Linked DNA regions of Mus musculus: all the other regions are linked to region 3. The links are chromatin contacts, called in public promoter capture Hi-C maps. All regions are on one chromosome and are shown on one strand. The core of a region is the stretch at or near the end of the contact, and the rest is flanking DNA. Distances in the headings are between cores, read along the strand shown.

The links. Capture Hi-C pulls out chosen DNA fragments and counts their contacts.
Region 1: a contact with region 3 is called in a promoter capture Hi-C map of adipose tissue. The contact joins the promoter of A930028N01Rik here to the promoter of Aldh18a1 in region 3. A contact is called at or near these places in 1 of 39 promoter capture datasets (hippocampal neurons), 7 of 115 datasets of contacts at active chromatin or transcription factors (T-cell acute lymphoblastic leukemia, embryonic stem cells, extraembryonic endoderm stem cells and 4 more) and 2 of 9 other capture datasets (adipose tissue and liver).
Region 2: a promoter capture Hi-C map of liver shows a contact between it and region 3. The contact joins the promoter of Opalin here to the promoter of Aldh18a1 in region 3. A contact is called at or near these places in 2 of 39 promoter capture datasets (the C10 cell line and liver), 3 of 115 datasets of contacts at active chromatin or transcription factors (the 230-238 cell line and large pre-B cells) and 1 of 9 other capture datasets (liver).

Annotation. Positions count from the first base shown.
Region 1 is chr19:40,294,199-40,298,643 of GRCm38.p6, reverse strand. A930028N01Rik (a long non-coding RNA gene) reads right to left here and starts at 1,762. Exons shown (of 2, transcript XR_386702.4): 1 at 549-1,762. Sorbs1 (sorbin and SH3 domain containing 1) reads left to right here. Exons shown (of 29, transcript NM_178362.1): 28 at 2,000-2,112; 29 at 3,528-4,445. The coding sequence ends at 3,595.
Region 2 is chr19:41,074,535-41,078,888 of GRCm38.p6, reverse strand. Opalin (oligodendrocytic myelin paranodal and inner loop protein) reads left to right here and starts at 1,776. Exons shown (of 6, transcript NM_153520.2): 1 at 1,776-1,855. The coding sequence starts at 1,853.
Region 3 is chr19:40,586,738-40,591,438 of GRCm38.p6, reverse strand. It overlaps Aldh18a1 (aldehyde dehydrogenase 18 family, member A1), which reads left to right and starts at 2,976. Exons shown (of 19, transcript NM_019698.2): 1 at 2,976-3,129. Gm27042 (a long non-coding RNA gene) reads right to left here and starts at 2,907. Exons shown (of 4, transcript XR_386705.4): 1 at 2,820-2,907; 2 at 1,532-1,584; 3 at 482-600.

The DNA.
Region 1 (4,445 bases), core at 513-3,012, 290 kb after region 3:
AAAGAGAAAGAGTCAGTGAAGGAGGATAAAATAGAGCAGCAAGACAGGCACAGGTCTAGGAATGCTCACTTTTATAGAACAGAGCTTGTTGCATCTGGCCAGCAGTGTTGCCTGCCTCTTAGAGACCAGGAGAGAGGGGTCCTTGCACACAGTAACAGGGACAGGACAACAAGGAGAGACAGACTCGGGTCTGGAGGGGAGGAAGATTAAGGTCTTGTAGAAAATAGGGGACAGAATACGAGACACTCTGTTGAGAGTAGGGTACTAGAACCAGCAGAAGAACTCAGCTGGGGACCTCCGAGCCACAGGGGACCTTTAGAACTAAGGCCAAAAGGGTACATATTTTCTCTGGTCTTTCTCCACGGTTTGCAGACAGACAAGCAGAGTTATTTTAAAGAACATTCTCTAGCAAAGCAGTTATAGTGGAAATTAAGGGGACGGGCAGTTTCAGAAGCTAGTGAGGACATACATGTATTACACATCCAGCGGTAGGAATCCAAGCTAGGTAAGAAATAAATACAGAAACAGGAGACAAGGTATTCACTTACCAACTTGAAAGCTATCTTCATCTCTCCCATTCCTCGTTACGAGACCTTCCCACTCACACCCAGATCCTTCCACCAAGATCTCAACACACTGGGACAAGTGGTGAAAACAGGATCCTGTGTGTGACAGTCAGTACAAGCCTGTTAGTGCTTTAAGCCAGCGCCATGTGCTGTCTAATCTCTCTTACTCCACATTGGAATTCACTGGCATTATTGGAAATGGCATTTGATTGGCACATTTACAAAATGCTGGTGCTACCGTGGTGTTTTAAAATGAATTGTGACATTGGTGGTGCACATTAGATGCCCCAGAAGCATTTGGTAAGAGGAGAATGAAAACAAAGCTCTCCCTTGCTGCTGAAGCTGATGCCAGTTTCACAATGAGCCTCACTGTTATCAGAGCACAGAGCAGCACAGACCAGATGTCCTAGGCCAAAGAGCAAGTCAACAAAACCTTATCTGCAGCTATCCTTGGGTGGAGCAGAAGCAGTGAGTTTTCGGGCTGTTCGGAAGAGGGCCCCCACACAGTGAGACAATGGGAATGTGCTATCTTAGTTTTAATTAGTATTGCTCTGAGGGGTTTTGATATTTTTATTAATTTGTTCTCTCATATTTTATCCAGACACCAGTTTTCCCTGCCTCCTCTTTTCCCAGTCCCTCTCCCCACCCCTGGGTCACAAAACAGGAAAAAGTGTCAGAAGTAGCTGCTGCTCCCTCTATTAGGAGTCCCACACAACACTGAGCTGCACAACTACAGAATATATGCAGAGGGCCTAGGTTAGACCTATGCAGACTCCCTGACTATTGTTTCGGTCTCAGTGAGCCCCTAAGGGTTTGCTTGTGGTGTCCTTGACCCGTCTGGGTCTTACTCTGTAAGCCAGGAGCTCAATGTGCAGCACAGAGTGGCCTTAGACTCAGTGACGTCTTCCTACCTCAGCTTCCTACATGCTAAGAACACAAACATGAGCCAATACATTTAACCGGGAATGTACAATTTTCTGCCTGTGCATAATCTATCCCGTTTGTACAATTGCTTTTTGTTCTCTAACATTGATTGCCAGAATTTAATAATCCTGGAACTAAATAACTGCTTATTATTCTTAATTATCTACCTATATTATCCTATTATAAAAAGGGGCGTGGTTAACTTTAAAGGTAGTAAAGTGGATAGAGGCTAGGGAGAGGCTGTAGACAATAAAGGTTTCCCATGGTAATGAGGAAAAAAAAAACAACTAAGTTTAACCATTACTTGATCATCAGAAGTCCCCCAACCCCTGTTGGCCTTAATTGATTTAATGCATTTCTTCAATGCTAGAGCACTAGTCAATAAAATGCTTTCAACATTAAGTGGGAAACATTACATCGATGCTGGGTTTACAGTGTTGGGATTTGTAGATGGGCATCAGATTCTGTCGGCAGCTGAGCCACTCACTGGTCCTTCCTCTGGTTTGTAGGTGTAGCTACCAAGCGTTATATAGTTATGTGCCACAGAACGATGATGAGTTGGAACTCCGAGATGGAGATATTGTTGATGTCATGGAAAAATGTGACGATGGATGGTTTGTTGGTAAGAATCCCATCATGCTTTTCTTCCTAGTAGTGTATTGGAAGAAGGACTAAGAATGATGAGACATGTAAAAAGCAATCTTCCAGCCCCTAGGAATGCTGGGCCACTCATCTCAAGGTCGTATGAATGTCACTGAGTAGAACCTAAAGCCAAGATATGCCAGAGTCTATGTCAGACCGCAGTGCCACATTTGTCACTGCTGTTAATTGGGTTCCGTTTATATTTCTATTGTGTATATGTCTTTAATATTTAAAGATTCCACCTTTAAAACTCTCAAGAAACAACACAAGGTCTGGACAGTGGTAGTTCATGCCTTTAATCCAGCACTTGGGAGGTAGAGGCAGGCGGCCGATTCTATAGAACGAGTTCCAGGACAGCCAGGGATATATATAGAAGTCCTGTCTCAAAAAAAAAAAAAAAACTACCAGGGTGGGGGGTGGACAGGAGTGGAGAACACGAACATGACTAGGTCTCCACCATAAAGTTCGAGCACATGTGTGGATGTTCCTCACATCATTGTAGTTATTCTAGGCTTCTAATAACTTGAAGAAAAGCAACCAGCTCAAATAATAAAACAAAGGAGGGTTCTGCAAGGCTCAGTGGTAGAACATTTGTTTAAAGCATGAGGCCTGGGTTTGTCTCTGAGTACCACAGACTTCACGCACACTTACCAACCTCTTAGAAAATGCTCTGTCCTCCCAGAAGCCAGGCCTCCCTGTGGAGTTCTTTACAAAAGAAAGTCTTATCAGGAAGCTAAAGGCCACAGAGCATACTGCAGCCCCATAGAAACAGTAGGTGTGCCAAGTGTAAAACTGAAAACTTTAGACAGGCCGCATTGAAAAAGTAAAGAAAAACCTATTAAATTAGTCCTGATGTCTTAATGAATCTTGAGCTGTACAGCAAGACTGTTTCAAGAGAAAAAAAAGAGAGAGGAGAGAAAGATAGACGAAGAGAAAGAAGGAGAGGTTGAGAATAAATTTGCAGTGAGATTCCTCTAGGAGTGCTTCTATCTCCAGCCGGTGGGAAGGGACACCAGTTCTCCAATGAAGGCGGTGTCCTGGCTGAAGGAAGGGTGTTGGGCTGAGTATCTTCCTTGCACACCTCAGTTATCTTCAGAAGGGACCTAATATGGATTTTGCAACCCAACATTTTTCATCAGCAAGGACAGAGTATTGGGATGAACAGTGGGGCTGGAGACAGAAGACCTGGGTTCAGATTCTGTTAACTCTGAGCCTGGGTCCTCCTCCTCACTGCCCATCATTTTATAGCCCAAATGATACAGCTTTGCAAATCACAGTGTGAGGTTGTTACCAAGGGGGGACTCTACAGCATCTCCAGCATCTTCTCTGAACTCAGTTGTATGTGCCCTCTCATTCTGTGTCTGTTTTTTTGTTTGCTTGTTGTGTTTCTTCCAGGCACTTCGAGAAGGACGAGGCAGTTTGGTACTTTTCCAGGCAACTATGTAAAACCTTTATATCTATAAGAAGACTAAAAAGCACAGAGATTATTTTTTATCGGAGGATGAAGCATCATTCATGAACTGGTCTCTTTATTTAAGTACTGAGTCAGTAAGAAAACTAATGCAGTTGGTAAAGAAAGAATTCAAAGAAGGAACAGAGAAGTGTGTTTGAAACCCATTGTGTATCAGGGATTAACTATCTGCTGAAGACATCTGTATTTACATGACTGCTTCTGGGAGCTGCTCTAGCCCCCGCTGCTTGGGGAATCTGATCTGGAGCATGTCCATGAGCAACATTAGCCAAAAAAAAAAAAAAAAAATGTGCCCAGTCTTTACCCACTCCCATTTTAAAGAGGTCCCTTGGGGCTAGATAAGTCAGTCCCCATCCGTGTTCCACAGGTCATAGCCTGAGCATCACTGACAACTCCTGCCTCTGTTCCTGAGTATCCCAGAGCCAGCAGACCTCAAGTGCTGCTAGAGGCTGGTCTGGTTTTGAAGTTTTCCTTCAGCACCATGACTTGATGAAGTCTAGGGGAAGAAATGGTGGCAGACCAGGTGCCCTAGCACTCAGCCTTCTGGGTGATATTGCCTCTTACTGCCCTGATACTCAGACAGAAAGCCATGCCATGTGTGTCCCGAGCTTGGGAGCAGGTGGCCTGGCAGATGGGCTACATTTGTGTCTCCACATGATTAAGCCACACCTTGGGGCTCTGGAAGTCACTTGGAGTGTGTTCTTCTCCTGGTCACTACCACTGGCTAGCCAGGGTTAGCTGTGCCTTTCTTCTCTGGCTTAGTATGGGCTTGATACACTTGAGCCCATAGAATACAGCCTGGTTTCCAGGAGCTCTCTTAGCATGTATAGATGCAAGCTGGC
Region 2 (4,354 bases), core at 527-3,026, 490 kb before region 3:
GATACAGGCGGATTAAAAAGCTCACCCACTTGAAGGCATTCCAGGTCCCTTCCGGTGTGACATCAAACTGCCCTGTGTGCACACCCAGCCTGCAGTCTGTGCCTGTGGTCACACCAACCTGTGATTCCGAGTGCACACCAAGCAGAAGTCAGCACACAAGCCAAGCCTACAGTTCTGCGCGCCCCGCCTCTCTTTACCTCTCTCTATTGTCGTCTCTTGGTGGTTTTTATTAACTGACCCGGCTATTTACTGTAATTCTTTTTTTGTTTGTTTGTTTGTTTGTTATCAATTCACTATCTCTGTGTGCTGGCGTACACGTGGTGTACGTACTCGTGTGTGTGCATGTGCACATGCACGCGTGCGTGAGTGTGTGTGTGTGTGTCTCTCTCTCTGTGCGTGTGTGGAGGGTTAGAGGTCAGTGCAGATATGAGGTGGCTTCCTCTATCTCTCTGCACCTTAGGTTTTGAGATGGAGTCTCTTAACGACTGAGCTTGGAGTTCATCAATTCAGCTTGGCGAGCTGGTCAGTAAATTCCAAGGATGTAGGATCACCTACCTCTTCCTCTTTCCTCCCTTCAGTGCTAGGCAGGCGCACTACTGACTGAACTGTCTTGCCAGCCCTACAATTCACTATCTTAAGAGGCTCCTGAGAGGCTCTGCTAGTGCCTGACAATACAGAGGTGGATGCTCTCTGCCAACCATTGCACGGAGCACAGGGTCCCCAATGAAGGAGCTAGAGAAGGACCCAAGGAGCTGAAGGGGTTCGCAGCCCCATAGGAGGAACAACAATATGAACCAACAAGTACCCCCAGAGCTCCCTGGGACTAAACCACCAACCAAAGAGTACACATGGAGGGACCCATGGCTCCAGCTGCATATGTAGCAGAGGATGGCCTTGTTGGACATCAGTGGGAGGTCCTGTGAAGGCTTCATGCCCCAGTATAGGGGAATGCCAGGGCCAGGAAGTGGGAGTGGGTGGGTTGGTGAGAAGGGGGAGGGGGAGGAGAAAGGGGGTTTTCGGAGGGGAAACCAGGAAAGGGGGTAACATTTGAAGTGTAAATAAAGAAAATATTAAAAAAAATCATAAATTATTGAAAGTAGCCTTAGCTCTAGGAGACTTGCACTCATGTGAGGTTCGAGAGCTGGAAGTCAAACCTGTCACCGGGCTGGCCAGGGACTGCTGGGCGTGCTGTTCATTGTGGAAGCCACAACCCTGCCTCACGCAGAGCAGCCTCACCACCTTCATGCAGCCATTTCTTGTGCTAATATGGATGTCATGTTGCCCACACCATGGCTAGGGATGTGACTAGTGTGACGCCTGACCACTGGGGGATGGAGAAGTTCACCCCAGTCTTCTTGTTCCACACCCCTCTTCCCCGCACACTCTGTGTAGTATGACTGTGTCCGCAGAGGTCAGAAGGACGTGTAGGGTCCCTTGGGACTGTAGTCACAGGCCTTTGTGAGTTGTCCAAAGGGAATGGTTGGAACTGAACTCTGGGCCTCTGCAAGAGTAGTGTGTGATCTCGACTTCAGCCCTGTCACCCACTGTTTCTAATGAACTGTGGCTGCCAGACCTCCAAGCGCTCAGGCCATCTTGTGGCTTCTTTGCTGCAAAGTAAAAAGGACAGAAAATAAAGACAAAGAGAAGGAAGACTGCGGCGCATGCAGGGAGCAGGGGAAGTTCATCTGCTGAGGGCCTGGCTACTCCCCTGACCATACATGGCATGGTGAGGGCTTTCCTGGGAGTACTTCTAGCCCTGCCTCCCCATCGCTCCCAGCTGGTGCCCTACAAATGGGAGACAAAGACCTGCAGTGCCAGTGAGAGAGAAGCCTGCCAAGGGGGCCTGTCAGAAATGGTAAGTAAGACTTAGCATCTTCTCTCAGCCTAGCCTTTCTCTCACTGTGGACCAATTCCAAGACTTTAAGGCTCAACTCTCCCAGGTCAATACATATAACTTATTATATGCTACACATATATAATTTATATAACTTATTATATATATATATATAACTTATTATATAACTTACTTATATAACTTATTATTATATATATTATTTATATAACTTATTACCTCAAAGTCTTGGAGTTTGGCTTTTAATTGTTTTCCTAGGTGAAAAATATTAATTAAAAAATTCTCATCCAATATGTGCTGGCGTGACCTTTTGCTTGATGCAGAGCTTTTTCTCCCACCTCGGAGATGCAGGAGAGGTGTTTCAGCTTTCTTCGATTTCTGGTAGAAGGAAGCCTTGGTTTGGATCAGCGATCTCATCTACCCTCATTCAGTCTTCTGCCTGCTGCGTTCTCAGCAGGGTGGACTCCACCTTTTCTTACTGATGTGTGATACGTGTCTGGTTGCGACTTGGCCAAGGAAGTTTGCTAAATCAAGAGGCTTTTTTCTTTGTGCAGGTTCTAGACTTTATAGATACATAAAATCATCTATCTATCTATCTATCTATCTATCTATCTATCTATCTATCTATTGACTTAATATATATTGATATATGTGTATATGTATATATGTATGTGTGTATATATATATATATATATATATATATATATATATATATATATATATATATATTTAAAAGTAGAAGTGAAACAGCCTGGAAGTGGTGAAAGCGGAGGAGAGTAGAGGTGCAGGGGTGTGTTTAAAGTACATTATATACTTACATGAAAATGGCCTTGTGTACAATAGATAGCATAAAAGACTATATATAACATAATAAATATAATATATTATATACAATTCAAAAATTAGGATGGCTTTGATTATAAACACTAGTTTATAAGCCCTAATTATTTTTTCTACGTATTCTAGGAGAAATAACACAAAGTAAAAAATAATATAGAAGCCAAACTCTTGCCAAATCCCGCTTATTTAGTGCCCCAATCCTGGAAATTAGATTTGTTTCAGCAGAGTGTCTCAGATGGGTTGAGATAAGGGATCGATTCTCTCATTAATATAATAATCCCAGAGTCAGTCTGAGCCAAGATCAAGTTGTTGAGGGATATTCTGTGGTGGCTTATTTACTAGAGCATTTCTAGTTCAATGACACTAAAATTTGTGAACTTCCCTGAAAATAACTCAGGTGACTGACAGTGGATGAGCAACTGTAGTGCTTATATTAAATATATTCAGTATATATGTGTGTGTATAAATATGGAGTGCTTATATTAAATATATTCTATATACATGTACGTATAAATGTAGAATATTTATATTGAATATATTCTATATATATGTGTGTGCATAAATATGTGTGCATAAAATATTTCTGGCTGAATATTATCCAGCCTTTACTGAGGAGCTGCCAAGGTTTGCCACAGCCCTGGGTGGCTTGGAGGACATGATACTGAAGGACATACACTGTAAGCAACTATTGCAGACCTCACATGGGATTTAAAGAGAAGAGGTGGGGAGTCACAGGAGTTAGGAAGACCTGAAACCTAACCCAGCATTTACCACTGACCTCTGGCAGGGAACCCACCTTGGGCTAGGTCTGCTCACCTGGGCTTCAGGGACAATAGCGCTGCCCCCATGGGAAGTCATCAGGACAGTGTCCATGACCGTCACTGTCTGCTGCCTCTTTCCCTTCACTAGTAGTGAATTTGTGAGGGATATTCAGCCACAGAAGAGGCCAAAGGTGTTGTAGTAAAAATCTAATCTCAGATCGGGGTTTCTACCCCACCTTTGATTATTCAGTTCCCAGATAAAAGACAGTCAACTTTTACATTTATAATGAGACTTAATCAGCACTAGAGCTGGGCAGAGATCTACCCTCTATGCTATAATGTCTACTTCCCCTGCCAATAACCCCAGGATATAGCTTGCCATATTCCATCTGGCCATTCCTGACTCCAAGTGGCCAGCCCTCATGACCATGTTTCCATGACTCCCCTATTCCATGGGTCTTCTCTCCTCTCCATCTTCTCTCCCTTTCTCCCCACCCTCCTTTGACCCTCCCTCACCTCCCTCCAGGAATTGAAACCTCACCTAGCTCTAGTCCGTCCAGCTGTCGGCATCACTATTCAACCAATAGTTTTAAATTAAGAAGAAAGATCACATAGCATTACTTTGTCTATGTGCAAACTCTCTCATCCCTGGGAGCATCCAGGCCTTGGGGACCAAAAGCTAGCTTACAGTACATAGCAAAAGGCCAACCCCCAACACAAGGGCCCTCAGAAACATTCTATAGCTGTGGCACTGATAGACAACGTGGTGTCTTTACTATGCTTTCTTGATGCTAACAATCCCACCTGACAAGCAGCTACTGCTTGGCTTCCCCATGCCAGCTCTGTGCTAGACAGACCTTAAAGAACATGACATCATGTGAGCTGGAAGGAGCTGCCATGG
Region 3 (4,701 bases), core at 1,727-4,226:
GGGCCATCACTCATGGTGCCGTGTGACATGATGCCATTTACAGTATTCAGCATACATATGTGTCGGAACTAAAGTAGCTGAAGTCTCATGATGTTCGACATGCAGCGAGCACTGCCAGAAGCAACTCAGTTGTTCAATTTCAAAATAATGTGTGATCGTTTGTTGTGTTAAGAAACCTTCCACTATTTATGATTGCCAAAAATCTTCACAACACTCAGCACTATGGGAAGACTATTTCCAGAAAAGTGGGAGGGGGCAGAATGGGAGATGTGTAACGAAGAGACTCAGGAGAAGAGGATGGCATTGGTTCCTAATGTTCCAGGTTCTTGTTCTTGTCTCTTGGGAGAACCGAATTTCCCTATTGCCCTTGAAGACTCAATCACACACACACACCATACACACACACCACACCACACACACACATGCCAGCCCCACCCCACCCCAGTAAATCGCTTTGTTGGGTTGCATATCTGCTCTTTACATTTTACAACTTGAAGCTATTTTAAAGTCGGTGTGGTGGCCGATGCTCCTAATCCCAGCCTGAGTTCAAGACCAGCATGAGCTTCAGAATCAATCAGACCTTTTCTCACCTCTCACCTCCTGAAAGAAAAGAAAGACATTAAGCCTGGCACCTGAAGATACATTTCTGTGTGGCAGTGGCGGCAGCATATATCTGAATCGAAGCATTTTGGAAGCATCGTCAACTTGGTCTGCACACAAGTTCCAGGGCCAGCCAAGTCTGATGACCCTAGTTCAATTCCAAGAATCCACATGGTACAGGCAAAGAATCAGCTTTCATAAATTCGGGCTTACACGAGTGCTATGGCACGCCCCACTCCTCCCCAGTCACTCAGCCAATCAGTCAAGAACAGCAGGTTCCAAGGAAGCTAGGGCTACAGAGTGAAAGACCATATTCTAAATGTCCTACTTCCTGCATGACTTCCTGGTGGTGTTGAACCTTATTCCCATTTTCTAGAAGAAGTTAAAATCCACCCCCCACCCCCAGTCAACAAAAAGAACATTTGTTGAGTATGTGAGAAAGACACTCTAGCTAAATTCTTGCTTTTCATAGAAAGACAAGCAGGTTATGTGCCTAGAATCAGATTTTCCCTTCTCCTCACTCATCTAACGCACTCCTTTCTCTCCACTGGCAAAGTAGAATATTAGTGGCAGAGCAAATAAGTAAACTATCACTGAAAGAATAAAAAAACAGTAGAAAGTTAAGGAGTTTCGTGCTCGATTCTTTGAGACACTGTTAGATAGTGTGTCGTTGCAGAGCCCAGGCTGACCTGGAACTCACTATGTATGAAGCCCAGGCTGGCTAGGGTCTAATCCCCTGACCTCTGCCTATGAAATGCTGGAGTTGAAGGAATGACCTTCAAGGAACACCAGTTTAACACGAATGTTAACAACTCATTTTCTTTTATTTATTTATTTTTTCAGCACCGATGATCAATTCCAATTCACTTTTTGAGAAATCTGGTTTTTTTTAACTAAAGACATAATAATTATTCACTCCTCAAATACTTACAAAGTATCTCATATTCTAGGAATATGCTTTCTTGCTGTCCAGAGGTTTGCTCCCTAGGAGGGAAGACAGACAAGCAATTACAATAAGGTGATCTGTGGGTGAACTGAAGAATCAGAATCGCCTTCTAACTTAGCTCCAGTCCCTTAGTCTAGTTACACCCCTGACACACACCCACACGCACCCCCCCCCCCCCACTTTTTTTAGAAGCCCGGGTACCAGATCTAATCAGCGCCTGCTGTTTTGTTTCTCTTTAATGCCCCACCTCCCCACCCTCAACGTGCTCAAAATTTAACGCGTCCTGGCGCCAACACCCTTCCCAAAGCACAGATTTTCTCAGCTTCTTCCTAGATCTCATATGCCGACGCACATTTCATTTCAAAGAACTCCTCTTCCTGGTACTCAACCCTTAGCAAAAAGTGCTGTGAGCGCGCCTTCCTTTTTGCTCCCACGCCCCCTGTCGGCGCCTTTCGTCTGCTTTATTTCTTACAGGGCGCTTTGCAATAGGCTAACCCACTTCCCAGTTTCTACACCTCTGTGCTGATTTCCGACACAAAAACCTGATCATATCATTCCAGGGCTTTAGAAGTTTGGATTCACTGACTTGGTGACCCATAAGATTCAAAATCTTTGTATGGTGAGCTCCCAGCCAGATGTTCTCTTCTGCAAACCTATCATCCATGAGCGTGGATCTCTCCTAAGCTGAAACCTCCTTTTAGCCCTTCCCCCCACTCCCCCCCGCTCCCCGCCCCCTGCCCTTCCCCCCATACTCCTGCATCATGGACTGAGAAGTAGTGGTAAGTTCCCTTTAGTGAATTAGAAAATGAATGAATAGGCTCAGTAGCATTGTCAGGACTACAAAAGCATAAAGAACCAATTTTCAGCCACAGTTGACCTTCTCTAGACAATGGCCTCCCTGCAACGAACGGTGCTATGGGACGAGAACGTTGCCAGCCCGGAAGGAGATGATCTGTGTCCGTTATGCATTCAACTTTGGGATAATCAGTGGTTATTAATAATCAGAGATTAAACACACCGTCTTAAAATGCAGTATTCTTACCACCACCTTTGCTGAAAACACTTGGGCTGTTATTTTCGGGTAACTAGGTGCCAACTTGTTTTACCATGGTGCCAATTTTTTTCAATAGCCAGTCTTTGTTTTTGTTTTTGTTTTGAGGGAGACGGTCTTTGTTGATTCAATCTATTTCTAATGTGAGTCTGACATATAGACGATCAACTGTCAAACACGCTTTATGAAATCCATCAGCAACTAGAAGCCAGTCTTCCTTACCTTTCTGGGAAGCTGTCTGGGGAGGTTCCTTTCTGGGTGCTCGAAGCCCCGCCCCTATACTCTGCGGGCGCGGAGCCTGGGGATGGGAGGGGGCCGCCACGTGGAGCGTGGGCGCGATTCTCAGAAGCGCCTGCGCCGTTGCCGTGGCGTAGCGTGGGTCAGACCCGTCTCCCAACGTCAGCGGCGCTACGGGGCTTCAGTCTAACGCGGCTGACGCAACTCCGGAGAGCTGGACGTAGACGGAAGAAAAGGCGGAGGAGAGGGCGGTCGCCGCGAAGAGTGGTCCAGGGCTGGGGTCGGCGGCCAGCAGGTAGGTGGCTGGGCAGCACCGGGCAAGGGGTACACTCACTGAAAGGGGGAGATGCGGGGTGCAGCCGCGGGTCCGGAGGGGCGTGGACACGGGAGCCGGCGGCGGCGCGGGGCAGCCAGGTGCTCTGAGATGCTCATGCACAGCTCCCGGTGCAGGGTTTAGGAGGCCCAGGGATCTCTGGCCATCTTTTGGGTATGCTACCAGCGGAGGCTGGAGGACCCTGCAGCCTCTTCCTACCAAGTCCACAACCGGCTTCCAGGGCTCCTGTGCTGCGAGTAGTCATACACCTGGTGTGAAACCATCCACGGACGCACTCCCAGGGCCTGAGTCTGCAATTCTCTGTGGCTCGCGACCTGACATATGGAACCTGTACATAGGAGATTCTCCCTGCAGCCAGGGTTATTCCCGGAGACCCCGTGTGTGATAATTATCTCCTGGCACAGAAAGGGTGCGCTCAGATTCTTCACCCCGCACGCCATACCCCAGCCTTATTCCCCCACCCTCCGAAGCAACAACATTTATCTTTGAGTTTCTGTCTTTCTATTAAGTAGTGAACCATGAACTCAGCATGTGTTTTTCTGGGTAGTTTGTTGAGACTGAAGTTCACTTCTCTAAGTGAGATAAGAGCTCTCCGTGTGTTTGTGTCTAGTCACTTGAAAGCTGTTCTGAGTTAAAATATAAGAACTTCTCTCTCGATCACAGAGTCTCCACGTATATACCCTTTGGGCTTTTGCATCACCTGTCTGGTTTTTGCTGTCACAACAAACTGACTGGTTGAACAGTCGTTTGCAATATAAGATCTTGCCTCCCTGGGCCAGAGACAAATGGTAGACCTCATACCTCCAAGGATCTCAGACGTTCAGAGCTTTCTGTGCTTAGACAAGAGAGGGGTAAACAGTCTAGAACTATGCATGTGACCCGATCAGAATCTTTTCTGAGACAGGGTCTTATGTAGCCCAGGCTGGCCTAGAACTGGCTGTGTGCTGAGAACGACCTCGGGCTTCTGATCCTTTTTGCCTCTACTTCCCCCGAATGCTGGGATTACAGGCGTTTGCCACTAAGCACGGCTGTCCATCAGTGGCTCTTTTGACCTTTTGGTGTCAGTGAAGGAAGTAAGTGGAAAGGTTAAGAAATGTCAGTGCCTTATAAAAGACAGAAGAGGGGGGTGGACAATAGCCTTATCTGTGCACCCAGGCGCTTTCCAGCCTTGCCTTGTGTCACTCCCACGGTGATCTCAGGCCATATAAACCGTTATTATCCCTCATTTACAGATGAGGAGATTGAGTTGGCAATCTCCATGGCAAGGACAGCCAACACTTAGATCTATCCAATCTAAAGTTGTGTGGATTCCCACCCTGTGTAGCATACCCCAAAGGGGAGCTTAGAGCCCGTCTGGGGAGAGCAACAGTAACACATGAGCCAGCTACCTGGAGGATTATGTCCAATGTGAAGATGAGAGTGTCTGGGGAGGTGGTACAAAGCGGGCACAACTGGAATTATGTCACTACTGACTTTTTATAGGTATTTTGCAGAATGTGTGTAAGTAATAGTTTTGCAGCCATTTTTGAAGGG